Regions from separate parts of the Triticum aestivum genome. Here all the other regions are linked to region 1. A link is a contact called in public Hi-C data. All regions are on one chromosome and are shown on one strand. Each heading gives the region's core, a stretch centred on a gene start, on an enhancer-like site or on the middle of the called end of the contact. The rest is flanking DNA. Distances are from core to core; before and after follow the strand shown. Region 1 holds the start of LOC123087871 (ATP-dependent Clp protease proteolytic subunit-related protein 2, chloroplastic). Region 2 holds the start of LOC123087873 (transcription initiation factor TFIID subunit 14b). Region 3 holds the start of LOC123087872 (kinesin-like protein KIN-UB).

Region 1 (4,049 bases), core at 698-3,197:
CCCGTCAGATCCACTTAGTTCATCCCAGTTTTGTCCTTTTAAGATAAACTATTGGGACATCCCAGTTTTACCATATCAAATGTACTCGCCATTGTTAAAATGATGCATGCCCACACCGATCTGTAGATAACTTCAATTTCCAGTGAGCTTTCCAAATAATTAGAGCTACTACAATTGGAATAATGTTATACTGTGATCACTTAATTTTGCCTCTAAGACTATCACAATAGAATAAATCCTCTCTTTCCTGAGTTTTCCATTTCATAGCTATAAAAGTTTTTGCACTGGTTTTGTGATTTTGTCCCACAAAAGTAGGACAGCATACATAACTCAGCACAAGATACTAAAGTTCAGGCAATCACTCACTTACTAAACTACAGAATAGCAATGGCAGCCCCTTAGATCCGATCAGTTCAACCCAGTTTTTCTTTTTCAAGATATAAACTATGGGGACATCAACTTGGTTTCGAATTCTTTAGAAGGTCAACCTACAGGACACAAGAACATGACCCCAAAAAAAGTGACATAAAAGAAGGCCAACCAACAAGAACAAAAGGGTAGTGTTGCCGAGTTCTTACATCTCCTCCTGGACCATTGATGTATAGAAGAATCTTCTTTGTGTCATCAACACTGTCAAGATACAGCATGCTTGCCAGTACTTGGTTACTGAATTCTTCATCAATAGTGTCCCCAATGAAGATAATCCGTTCACGATACTGTATACAGCAAATAAAAATTAGGAGTCGGTGCAACGGATTAGTCATTTTATTAGGTATTGCGAGGTCTTACTAAAGCATTCCATATGTCAAGCCACTGCCAGGTTCCTTCACCAGGTGTTCTGTACGGTACCCGTGGGGTGCCGACAGGCATCATGGAAATACGTGCCCTGGTAGCCCTCTTGTTTGACAACCTAATAAGTATAAATATTAGTAGACTGTGATACTTAAGGGAACAAATGTGTCCAGCAAACCACAGCAAAATTTACAGATATAACTGGCTACTATAAATGTATCAAATCTGTGGATTATAGATAGAACAATAACAAATGAGGCATCTCATTGATAGTTTTTTTAGGGGTATCTCATTGATAGTTGATGTACCGACACAAGCTCCCAACTTGATTTGTGCACAAACAATTTCATTTACGAAATGAACATCTTCTAAATATTCCCCATCCATCGAAATACTATATAGAGACCACTGATGCACTCGATGCAATCATCAAAACTCAAAATCATCCGTCAATTCATACGCAGACAGCGACAATTACATGAACAAGCACAGAATGCAAAACTAGTCAACTACCACCCGAAATGGGGACTGAACAAACACCTGACGAATGTGCAGCACCACACCACATATTATATCAATACAACGAGCAAAACAGAGGCTACGCATACGGATGGGCGTGCGTGTGCATACCCTAGAGAGACCCTCCGGTTGACGGCGGTGTAGAACCGGGCGTTGACATTCGGGCACGACGACTCGGACGAGCCTGCTCAGCAATCCAGCCACCAAAACCGAAATCAGCCACCGGAACAACGAACCCCAGAGTAAATTGGAACGATTTGGTTCGGTTTTCGTGCTCACCGAGCCTGGTCTGGGCCTTCAACCCGACGAAGACCTTGGTGCCCACGCTGCGAAAGGGGAAACAGAGGCGGAGGCGAGAAGATTGGGGAGGGTCAGCCAGGGTTTCAGGAGGGGGGCGTACGAGGGGGAGACGGAGGAGGAGGCTGACCTGAGAGAGGAGGGCGAGCTGGCGACGGCGCGGGGGTGGAAGCAGGAGGAGTTGGCGGGCGCCGTCCGGCACAGCGCCATTGGAGCAGGGGCTGCGGAGTGGCTCGGGAGTGAACAGTGGCGGAATGGATAACAGAGGGAGGAAGAGGGTAGATGTGCGCCAAGATTCGTGCGCCTCCCGATCAAACACATATTTTTATAGCTCTCATGGCATCTAAGGCCAACTCCACCTCGCGACCTCAAATCATCCGCGGACATCCCTTTGGGGCGAAACAGGGCCCAACGGGCGTACCTAAACGGACAAAGATGCCCTCAGAGGTTCGTTTCTGTCCGGCCCGACTCCAAACGCGGAGCAAATGCGTCTGAAACGGACGAAACATCTGCCCATGGACCACATATCGGTGACTACAATAAAATGCACGGAGCGCTCCAAGCTCCTCGCGGTTGCCGCCCACCGCCGCGCTCGCCACCACCACCCGCCGCTGTCCTCTGCCAGTCGTCTCGTAGCGCGTTGGGGCCGCCGTGCGGCCCAAAATCGCCACGGCCGTCGCGCTCCACCAGTCGTCCCATAGCGCGCCGCCACTTGATCTACTGATGTTGGAGCTGGCCCTCCTCGCCAACTCCGCCGCCGGCGGGCTGTTGCTGCTGAAGCTACCCCTCCTCGCCGACTCTGTCGCCGGCAGGCTGCTGCTACTACTGCATGGATCCTCCTCCGCCTTTGTAGCTCTCACCACGCAGGCGGGGGGCGGCAGGAGTAGGGTGTGTGCGCGGCCGAGCGCGCAGCGGGCGGGGCGGGGCGCGCGCGGCGCGGTTTGATACGTCTCTAATGTATCTATAATTTATGAAGTATTCATGTTGTTATATTATTATTCTTATATGTTTTACAATCATTTTATAGCAACTTTATATCATTTTTTAGGAATATTCTAATGACATAGTGCCCAGTGTCAGTTGCTATTTTTTGCTTGTTTTTTACATATAGAAAATCAATACCAAACGGAGTCCAAACACATCGAAACTATTTAGAGAATTTTCTGGACCAGAAGACACAACTTGGGCCAAAGAAGTACCAGAGGGGTGCCCCGAGAGGGCCACAACCCACCTGGGCGCGCCTGGGGGGCCAGGCGCGTCCTGGTGGGTTGTGCCAACCTCGGTGGTCTCCCGCACCGCCTCTTCGCCCTATAAATTTTCAAATATTCCAAAAATCCTAGGGAGTGGATAGACGAGAAGTTCTTTGCCGCAAACGTCTGTAGCCACGAAAAATCAATCTAGACCCCGTTTTGGCACTCCGCTGGAGGGAGAAATCATCACCGGTGGCCATCTTCATCATCCATATGGCCACCATGATGAGGAGGGAGTAGTCCACCCTCGGGGCTGAGGGGTTGTAACAGTAGTTATGTGTTTAATCTCTCTCTCGTGTTCTTGATGGCACGATCTCCTTTGAGATTTTGTTTTATGAGATTGAATATTTTTATGGATTTGAGAGCACTTGATATATGCCTTGCATATGAATACCCGTGGTGACAATGAGGTATTATATTGATTCACTTGATATATGTTTTGGCACTCAACTCGCGAATTCCCGAGGTGACATCGGGGTAATCTATGCATAGAGGTTGATGCATGTTTTTGTCCTTATTTCTTCGGTAGAAATCTTTGAGTATCATGAATCTGAACCTGAATTTGAGGTTCTTTGTGTTGGATCGAGTATTATGAATCTAAAATTTTTTTATGGGTATCGTATAATTAAGAGGTAATATCAATGCTAGTCACAAAACTTGCGTTGGATGTGCAGTTTGGTGCTAAAACTTTAAAAAACACGGATTTCTGGTCATGTAACTTGTATTTAGGTGCAAATACAGTCTATTCAGCTGTCTACGCACGTATGCCCCGCTGATGTGGCATGCCATGCATGCATGAGCCCACTATCAACAACAAATGTCGCTTCAGGATGATATGCGCACGCATTTTTTTTTGCACAAAACCCCTCAAATTTATTTATTACGAATAAAGGCCCTCAAATAAAATAAAATAAAATGTTGCGGCTGATGGTTTCTAACCCACGACAACATAATAATAATACACCCACACATGAGCAACCTAAATCAAGTACCTATTTGTGTTCATAAAGAGAAACAATAAATTTTGTATTTTTGCAATGACGACTACTCATATCCAAATAATTTTTCTCAGATCGAATTTCCATTAAGAGAAAAAATTGTTAGCGCCCAACTTTTTTGAATTTAAACGAGAGAAACTAGTCTAACAATACATGGACAAGTTAATCCTATATAAGCATACAATATCAGACC
Region 2 (4,049 bases), core at 640-3,139, 680 kb before region 1:
TTCAGATAATTTTCGCTACAGGTAAGAACATAAAAATATGACACTGTATTTACAGTTTGAAGTTGTAAAATTTTGATTCAAGAAATTAACAAAAATAAGTTTCTGTTAAGCAAATGCTTACTCGCTTGCTTTTTTGCCAAGCCAAAATGAAATCGTCCCATAGACAATTGGAAAACTGATTTCCACATCCTTGAGCTTCTTATTCTGTTCAAGGGATTTTGGCAATGGTTAATCAGAAAATCATTATAGATTACATATCAATAATGTCTAATCATCAAAATAACGATGGATGAAATGTGCAACATCCAATCATATTGTGTGATTAATCAAACATCATACTTGAGTCTCTAGAAAACTGGAAGATGCACTTTAACGAATGCTTAGTTCTTGCCCTGCTTTTCATGCATAGGAATAAGGTGATATTTTGTATTAGGACACCATACTGTAGGATAATCTGCCGTTGTTCTATGCAAGGAGATGGTAGCAATTAGCATGACACAAGAATTCTTTACCAAACACAAGTTACTCGCTCAGTGACATGCCAAACTATTCTAGAGCTTTTTGAAGTGGTCTTGCTAAGAGTTAATCAGAAAGTCATTACAGCTTGAAGGACAATAAGGTCTAGCATTTAACTATGAAAACCACAACGGATGAAATGTGCCAAAATTGAATCCTATCGTGTGAACCATCAAACATCATAGAGGAGCCTTTGCATAACTGTAAGATGTGCCCCGGTAAATGCTTAGTTCTTAACACACTCTTCATGCCTAGGAAGCAGGTAACCTTTATATTGGAGGCTAAGATGTTGTTCTACGCAAAGACATACTAGCAACTAGCATGACAAGAAGGATCCTCTGCCAAACAAAAGGCACTCACTTGGTTAAATGCCTAAATATTCCGGCCCATTCTCTCAACCCTCATCAACTTAAATCATGAGAATGAGCAGAACAAACCTACATGACAGCCCGGTTAAGAAAACGGCACACATTTATCAAACACACTATCAGATTACACAGCCCGAAACTTAGCGCAGCAGTTAAATAGAACTTTATGTTGGATCCCGTTCTGGTCGTTTCTCAATTGCAGTAGCAAACATCCTAGCATCATTCATTTTGCAGTTTATTACTGACGGATGCCTAATGTCTTTGGATCAAGTAGGCCTGCACGCTCTGGTCAATTCTGCCTCTCATAAGCCATATTACTCATCAACTCAATTACAAGCACAGAGCAGAACATATCGAACGTTCCAAATACAAGTCCATTTGCACACATTTGCCATCACTTCATGTAACGGCAAAGCTCAGCTATCAAACTATCAGGCGGCACAACTCGATGCAACTTCGCGCAAGCAGTTCAATTCAATTTTCAAGCGCAACAATGAGCATTCTAGCACCCATTCAATTTTGGAGAACACTACTTATCGATGATGCAGCGTAATGCGCTAGATCCAACTTGGCCTAGCTACTTACTGGCACAGAACACGCCCCTCAAAACCCTAGCTCCCCAGCCCCCAATGCGGGGCAAGCACGCCGTACAGAAGCTACCGCGTATCGAATAGACGAGGTCGGCGAGGGAGGGGAACCTTCTTGTCGGTGTCCTCGGGGACGCGCGCCGGCTTGGAGCGGAGCGCCTTCTGCGCGGCGGTCAGCGCGGGCTCCCCCGCCGCGGCCGCAGGAGGCGAGTCCGATAGGATAATGGGAGCGGAAGCGGGAGCGGGAGTAGGCGCAGCCGTGGCCGTGGCCGCCGCGGGGGGCGGCGGCGAGGACGGCGGCTGCTCCATCGGCCGGCGAGGGTTTGGGGGTGGAGCTCGGGTCCGTCAGTCCGCCGCGGCGGTGGGGATGGACACGACGAGAAGGTGGTTTGGTTTGGTTCGGATCGGTCGGTCGGTCGGTCTGGTCGAGTTGGGTTCGGCACGCTGGGCGTTCTGGAGAAAAAAAGAACCTAGGATCGTACGGTTTTTTTTTTTGAGACGATCCTAGGGATCGTACGTGGCGTGTTGGGCTGCGAAATGGGCAGTACACATTAGTTCGCACGGGCCCGGTGCATAGAGTGAGTTGCCTCGCTCGACTGGGCTTTGGTGTATCATTTATAGCCTATAGGCCCAGTAAGCATTAGCTCTGTCTCTGAAAAAATAGGGCCGTTGCTCAATTTTTTTTTGAAAAAATAGGGCAGGCAAATGCACTGAAACACATTGCCTCAAAAATATTGCACCGAAACACAATATAGGTTACTTCTGTTTCCTAAGGAAAAAGTTCATTTCTGTTTGTTTTTCTTTTGTAATAATAGCACCGATCCTCAGGCTTCTCTATTTTCTTTCTTTATGTCATAGCACAAACGCACATGCGCACATACATTAACCCCTATGAACCTTCTTGCATGATCAGCAACACCCACCAATCCCCACAACACGCAACGACCACCAACCCACTGCTACACCGCAAAAGAAATCCCCGGCGAGAGAATCCGCTGAAGACCACACGCACCACGAGAATCCAAGGAATCATCAAGCAGCTGCGGGCGCCTTTCCCGTGGCGTCACACTTCTTTGTTTGGCTTCTGAGGGCCTCCTCCACAATCTTCTTTCCAGATCCAGGGCTAACCCTCTCCAAACGTGCGAGCAAGCTGTGAAGCTCAACCTAAAAGAGAATCTCATCGACCTTCTCACGCACAGTCATCACCTTTTCTGCGACCACGTGTGTGTCGGTAACCTCAACATCGGAACCTCCACGGTCCACAAAGTGGATCTATCTTGATAGTATACAGGTGTATGAGGTTCCGGATCTTGCATATGAAGGACCTTTTCCCGGATCCGCCTGACCGGGCGTGTGGGCAAGCAAGCGTTGCTCATCATTTCTGCCAAAATCATCGCTCGTTCTGGTTGGAGATATGGATTGCCATCTCGATCCCATGGGCCAGGCCACGTGGTGGATCCTTCCCGGTCAATTGATCGATCCATCGATCTCCAGCAGCTAGCTAGCGGAGCGCGCGTACATGTCCATTGTGCAATGCTCTTCTTCCCACTGCATCTGTGGATCCATGGAGCCCCGGTCCAAGTAGAACATGCCAGATCGGGCCAATCCCGCCCTCTGCTAACTGAAATCACGCATCGAGCAACGGACGGACCCGCGGGAAGGATCCAAGGAGAAAAGGAATAATCCGCGCCTCTGCCGCTGGCTGCTTGCTGCTGGATACAGTACAATATATAACTTGAGACAGACAGCGACCGATGGCTGCTGCTCTGCCACAGTGTTAAACTAATGGATACTTGCACATGAGAACTCTTAACAAAGAAGAAGGAGATGAAATCGTTAAACAAGAGCGACGATTTTTCTTTGTTTCCTTGGACAGTTGGTCTCTGAATTTCATGCAGGCCACGCAAATAGACATCGGGTTGACCTGAAAGCAGCAGCCACCATTATCACTTTATCAGCATATGCTCGCTGATGCCAATGGAAGCAGACGTGCCTCGTCCGATTCTTCTTACATCGAAAAACAAAGAGACAAGAAGGTTCTTCTGCTTCTTGCACAACGAATTGGAAATGGAAAAATGCACGTACGACTGTACGAGACAGTTGTTGCATGACATGGAAGCGAGTATGGATTGGATCATTCGGTTCCGAACTAAGCTAGCTGCTACCCTCTTGGTGTTGCTTTTCTACCAGCTACCGGCACAGCACTAACTGACAGCAGGCCGCAGAGGGCGCCAAGCCAGCTATTTTGGCTGTCATGGCCACCACTGCTGCTCTCGTAGGCCACAATCACAAAGGTCCTGCTGTTTCATACGTACGGAGTAGTACCTGCCAGTGCCCTGCTAGCGCATCTGAATTTCTCTGCATATGTTTTGGGCGCACTCATCACTATATAACAGGAGTTTGCTGTGACAGTGCATAGCTGCTGCTGCAGCCACTAGCTTGGTCGCTTCAATCAATTATTTCGTATAGTACTACTTCAAATCAAATAATCCCTCCGCTCTATAATATAAGTTGTTATTACAACCAATGTACTCATATATTGGTTGTAATAACATTTTGTATTATGCATTATGGGACG
Region 3 (4,049 bases), core at 730-3,229, 600 kb before region 1:
GGCGCTGCTGGAGAAGGAAGCCGAGGCCGACGTCCAGGGAGAAGAGCATCTCATGGTGCTCGCCGCCCTCACCCAGCTGCCGGCGAGCAATGAAAAGCCGCGGCGAGGTGGCTCGGCGCCGGGGCGGGTGAAAGCAAAGAACCGGCATCGTCTCGAAGGCTACTGCATGCTCTACGCCGACTACTTCGCCGATGCTCCACTTCACGGCGACAGAACATTTCGGCGCCGTTATCGGATGAGGAGAAAACTTTTCCTCAGGATTGTGAATTCCATCCGGGAGTTCGACAACTACTTCAAATGCAAGATGGATTGCACCGGCAAACTTGGATTCACCTCGATCCAGAAATGCACGACAACGATGAGGATGCTTGCATATGGAGCTCCCGGTGACTCACAGGACGACTATGGGCGCATGGCCGAGTCCACTAGCATAGAGTGTTTCTACAAGTTTTGTCGGGCAGTGGTGGCAGTGTTTGGACCGCAATACTTGAGAACACCCAATGCGGAAGACACTGCTCGGATCCTAGCACAGAATGCAGCAAGAGGATTTCCTGGGATGCTTGGAAGCATCGACTGTATGCATTGAAAATTGAAGAATTGCCCATTTGCTTGGTAGGGGATGTACAAAGGCGCCAAAGGCGGTTGCAGTGTGGTACTTGAGGCCGTGGCCACACATGACCTCTGGATTTGGCACTCCTTCTTTGGTATGCCATGAACTCACAATGACATCAACGTGCTGCAGTGCTCTCCTGTCTTTGCCAAGCTTGTTGAAGGTCATTCTCTTCCGGTGAACTTCGAGATCAATGGGAGGCACTACAACAAGGGGTACTATCTAGCTGATGGCATCTATCCGAGATGGTCGACATTTGTGAAGACCATCAAAAACCCTGTGTCAGGAGGCAAGAATGCCTGGTTTGCGAAGATTCAGGAGGCTTGCAGGAAGGATGTCGAGCGGGCATTTGGTGTGCTCCAATCTCGATTTACTGTTGCCCGGTACCCCGCTCAGACCTGGTCGAAAGATCAAATGTGGGAGATCATGACCTGCTGTGTCATCTTGCACAACATGATCATTGAGAGCGAGCAGGAAGAGCCATTGTTTGACACTGAACCATACCACAGGCAGGGTCCTCTTGCCCAAGTTGATCACCAGCTACCATCAACCTGGACTGCCTACCTCAGTATGCGTCAGGAGATCCGAGACCCACAGGTGCATCATCAACTGCAGCAAGATCTGATAGAGCACCTATGGAGGATCAAGGGCGACGCCGGGCGCGACGTGTGATGAAATATGAGTTTTTATTTGTTGAACTATATAATTTGTATTGAACTATTTGTTGTTGTACTATTTTGTTGAAATATTTTATTTTTTTGTGATGAAATATGTGATAAAAAAATATTTATGCTGACAATTGAACGCCGAGCCACGGCGAACCACGCCGAATATGGGCCTATTCTCGTCCATATGGGCCTTTTTTGCCGAAATGAGGCTAAAAAGTGGGCCAACATCGGCGCCCTGGGGGCGAGCTGGGGCCGACGATCGGGCGCAAAAACCGGCCCCAACGCTGAATGTATCGCCAGCTCGCTCCGAGGGGACGATTTTTAGGCATCCTGGGAGCATCATTAGAAGCGAAGAAAAAGAGAAGCAGAGTGCGAGGCAGCCGGGTTCAAACGCCCTCTACACAGGACTACGCGTAAACAAGTCCATCGCTGCCCGGTGGGGCCAGCGGTCTCCATGGCCCGCCGAAAAAGGGCTCTGCGAGTGGGCCCAGACCAGCCGCAGGAACCAGAGATACGGCCCGCTACACGATGACCCTGCTCGCTTGCTCTTGTGCAGCGGCTCGGCTCGGCTCCGCCCACCAACCCAGCACAGCAGCAGCACTCTAGCAGCCAGCCTCCCCCCCCTCCCTCCTCGTCGCCGGCCCTCCACCCCCTCCCTCCCTCCCTCCCTCCGGCGGGCCCCGCGCCCTCCCCTCCCCTCCCCTCACCGCATTTATTCCCCAGCCTCCGACCCCGTGCTCCCCCTTCTCCCCTCTCGGCTCACCCTCTCCCCGTGATCCCTGTCACGGACGCCGCCGCCGCCGCGCCTGTCTATAATGGCGAGCGGCGCCAGGAATGGCGGGCTGGGGTCCAGGGCGGGCGGCAAGATGGACAGGCAGCAGGGCTCCACCGCCACGCCCAAGGCGCCCGCCGGGAAGCCCCGCCTCTCCGCGGCTGGCGGCGCGTACCGCCGCACCAGCTCCGGCCCGCTCCCCGCCGCGGGCGGCCGCAACTCGTCCGAATCCGGAGGTAGGTCCGCCCGCCCCGCCGCTCTAGAGCCGGATCCCGATTTGGATTCGCTGTTACCCTACCCGCGAGAGGTTTTTTTGGGGGTTTGCCGTCCGGTCTGATCCGCATTTCTCTGGGTCCCCGCGGTTTGGATGAATCTGCCGCCTCGTCTCCTCAAGCTTTGCTGGTTTTGGTTCGCCGGCACAGCCGAGTGTGTCTGCTTGGGTGGTGCGATCGGGATGGTGAATGAATCTCTCCGGATTTCGGGTCTGCTCCTTCCTTCAGTAACGCCGCCGCGAGCTTTGCCTGGATGATGGAGTGTGACGCAGCTGCACAACGCCTGCACCGTCGTCTAGAAACTGTAGAGAGAACAAAATGGCCGCGATGCGTTTGGTGAATGCATCACAGTATCCTTGGATCGTATCATGCGAAAAAATCAATAGCGGATGCCGTGCTGCCCCATTTTTTCTTCCCATTTTAGAATATGCTGTTTCCTCGACGGGAGGACATTGCTGATGCGGTCTTAGTTGAGCTAGGACCATTGGTGTTCGTCCTCGAGCTGCCTCGTGCACCGCTCATGATGGCACTGCACCCAGCCGCCACCCACCCTTCCAATCTTTCAGTAACTGCGGGTTGTACCGAAGAGTCCCGCTTGGTAGATGCGCTTCCATAATTTTGCTTTTATGTTCCTCAGCTCTCTTACTAGATTGTGTACCGCAGTCAAACCGTCAAAGTAGACAATCCACTTACCATGGCTGGGAAGTGTGCTACGATTGCAGAGAGATCGCTGCTTTTTGTGGTGATTAGTTTTGCATTTGCCTTTTGCATTCCAGAAGAATTACTTGCTGAAAATGGTGTACGCTGTTCTCCTGTTGATATTATGAGATAAAATGCCTTCTTTCGCTAGATTATTTTGGTTGCACACGCTTCGCTTCAATTCTGCCTGACATGATCATTCCAAATTCATAAGCAAATTTGCATGTGTGCGTGGAAATGTCGATTCACCTGCTGCATCTGTTTAACCAAATGAATTTTGCCTCCCCCATTTTTTCTGCAGTTTCAAGCAGAGTTAGAGTTGCTGTAAGGCTAAGGCCTCGGAACGCAGAAGAGCAGGCGGCAGATGCTGATTTTGCCGACTGTGTTGAACTCCAGCCAGAGGTTTGACCTCCTGCTTAGCACACTGTGTGAAATATGATTCATTTAAGTTTCCCATGGACTCACTGGATTAACGTTTGATGTGTAGCTCAAAAGACTAAAGCTTCGTAAAAACAATTGGGAGTCCGACACATTTGAATTCGATGAAGTGCTTACAGAGTTTTCTTCACAAAAGAGAGTGTATGAAGTTGTTGCTAAACCAGTTGTGGAGGTATGTGAACTTCTAACATTGATACATCAGTAATCACAGTAGCTTGTGCTCTTAGTGAAATCTCCAACAAACAATATACATTTGCATGTTGCAAGCTTGTTGCTTTTAACCTATATTTTGTGGATAGATATTCTTAGCAGAATTTCAAATGACTTTTGGCGTGGGTGTTGATATGTCATGTAATAAAATCTGAAACTTTAGCCAAGTACCCCCTCTGTTCATTATTATAAGATGTTCTAACTTCTTTCTGAATCGGATGTATATAGACATTTTAGTGTGTTTGTTCACTCTTTCCAGTCTGTATGTAGTCCATATTGAAATATCCAAAACATCTTATAATAGTGAACTGAGGGAGTAGCTGACGTGATAGACGAAACCTGGAGTTGAACTCTTGGAACTTTCTTATTGTGTCATGGCC

Evidence for each region. A called contact is a pair of places that touch in the nucleus more often than the background predicts.
Region 2: a Hi-C map of leaf shows a contact between it and region 1, with 6 times the contacts expected there. The contact joins the promoter of LOC123087873 here to the promoter of LOC123087871 in region 1. A contact is called at or near these places in 2 of 5 Hi-C or Micro-C datasets (leaf and root).
Region 3: a Hi-C map of leaf shows a contact between it and region 1, with 2.9 times the contacts expected there. The contact joins the promoter of LOC123087872 here to the promoter of LOC123087871 in region 1. A contact is called at or near these places in 2 of 5 Hi-C or Micro-C datasets (both in leaf).

Annotation. Positions count from the first base shown.
Region 1 is chr4A:649,902,792-649,906,840 of IWGSC CS RefSeq v2.1, reverse strand. It overlaps LOC123087871 (ATP-dependent Clp protease proteolytic subunit-related protein 2, chloroplastic), which reads right to left and starts at 1,947. Exons shown (of 9, transcript XM_044509993.1): 1 at 1,739-1,947; 2 at 1,591-1,637; 3 at 1,423-1,495; 4 at 790-910; 5 at 579-716. The coding sequence starts at 1,929.
Region 2 is chr4A:650,582,494-650,586,542 of IWGSC CS RefSeq v2.1, reverse strand. LOC123087873 (transcription initiation factor TFIID subunit 14b) reads right to left here and starts at 1,889. Exons shown (of 7, transcript XM_044509995.1): 1 at 1,583-1,889; 2 at 122-204. The coding sequence starts at 1,780.
Region 3 is chr4A:650,500,975-650,505,023 of IWGSC CS RefSeq v2.1, reverse strand. It overlaps LOC123087872 (kinesin-like protein KIN-UB), which reads left to right and starts at 1,979. Exons shown (of 19, transcript XM_044509994.1): 1 at 1,979-2,286; 2 at 3,323-3,423; 3 at 3,509-3,631. The coding sequence starts at 2,094.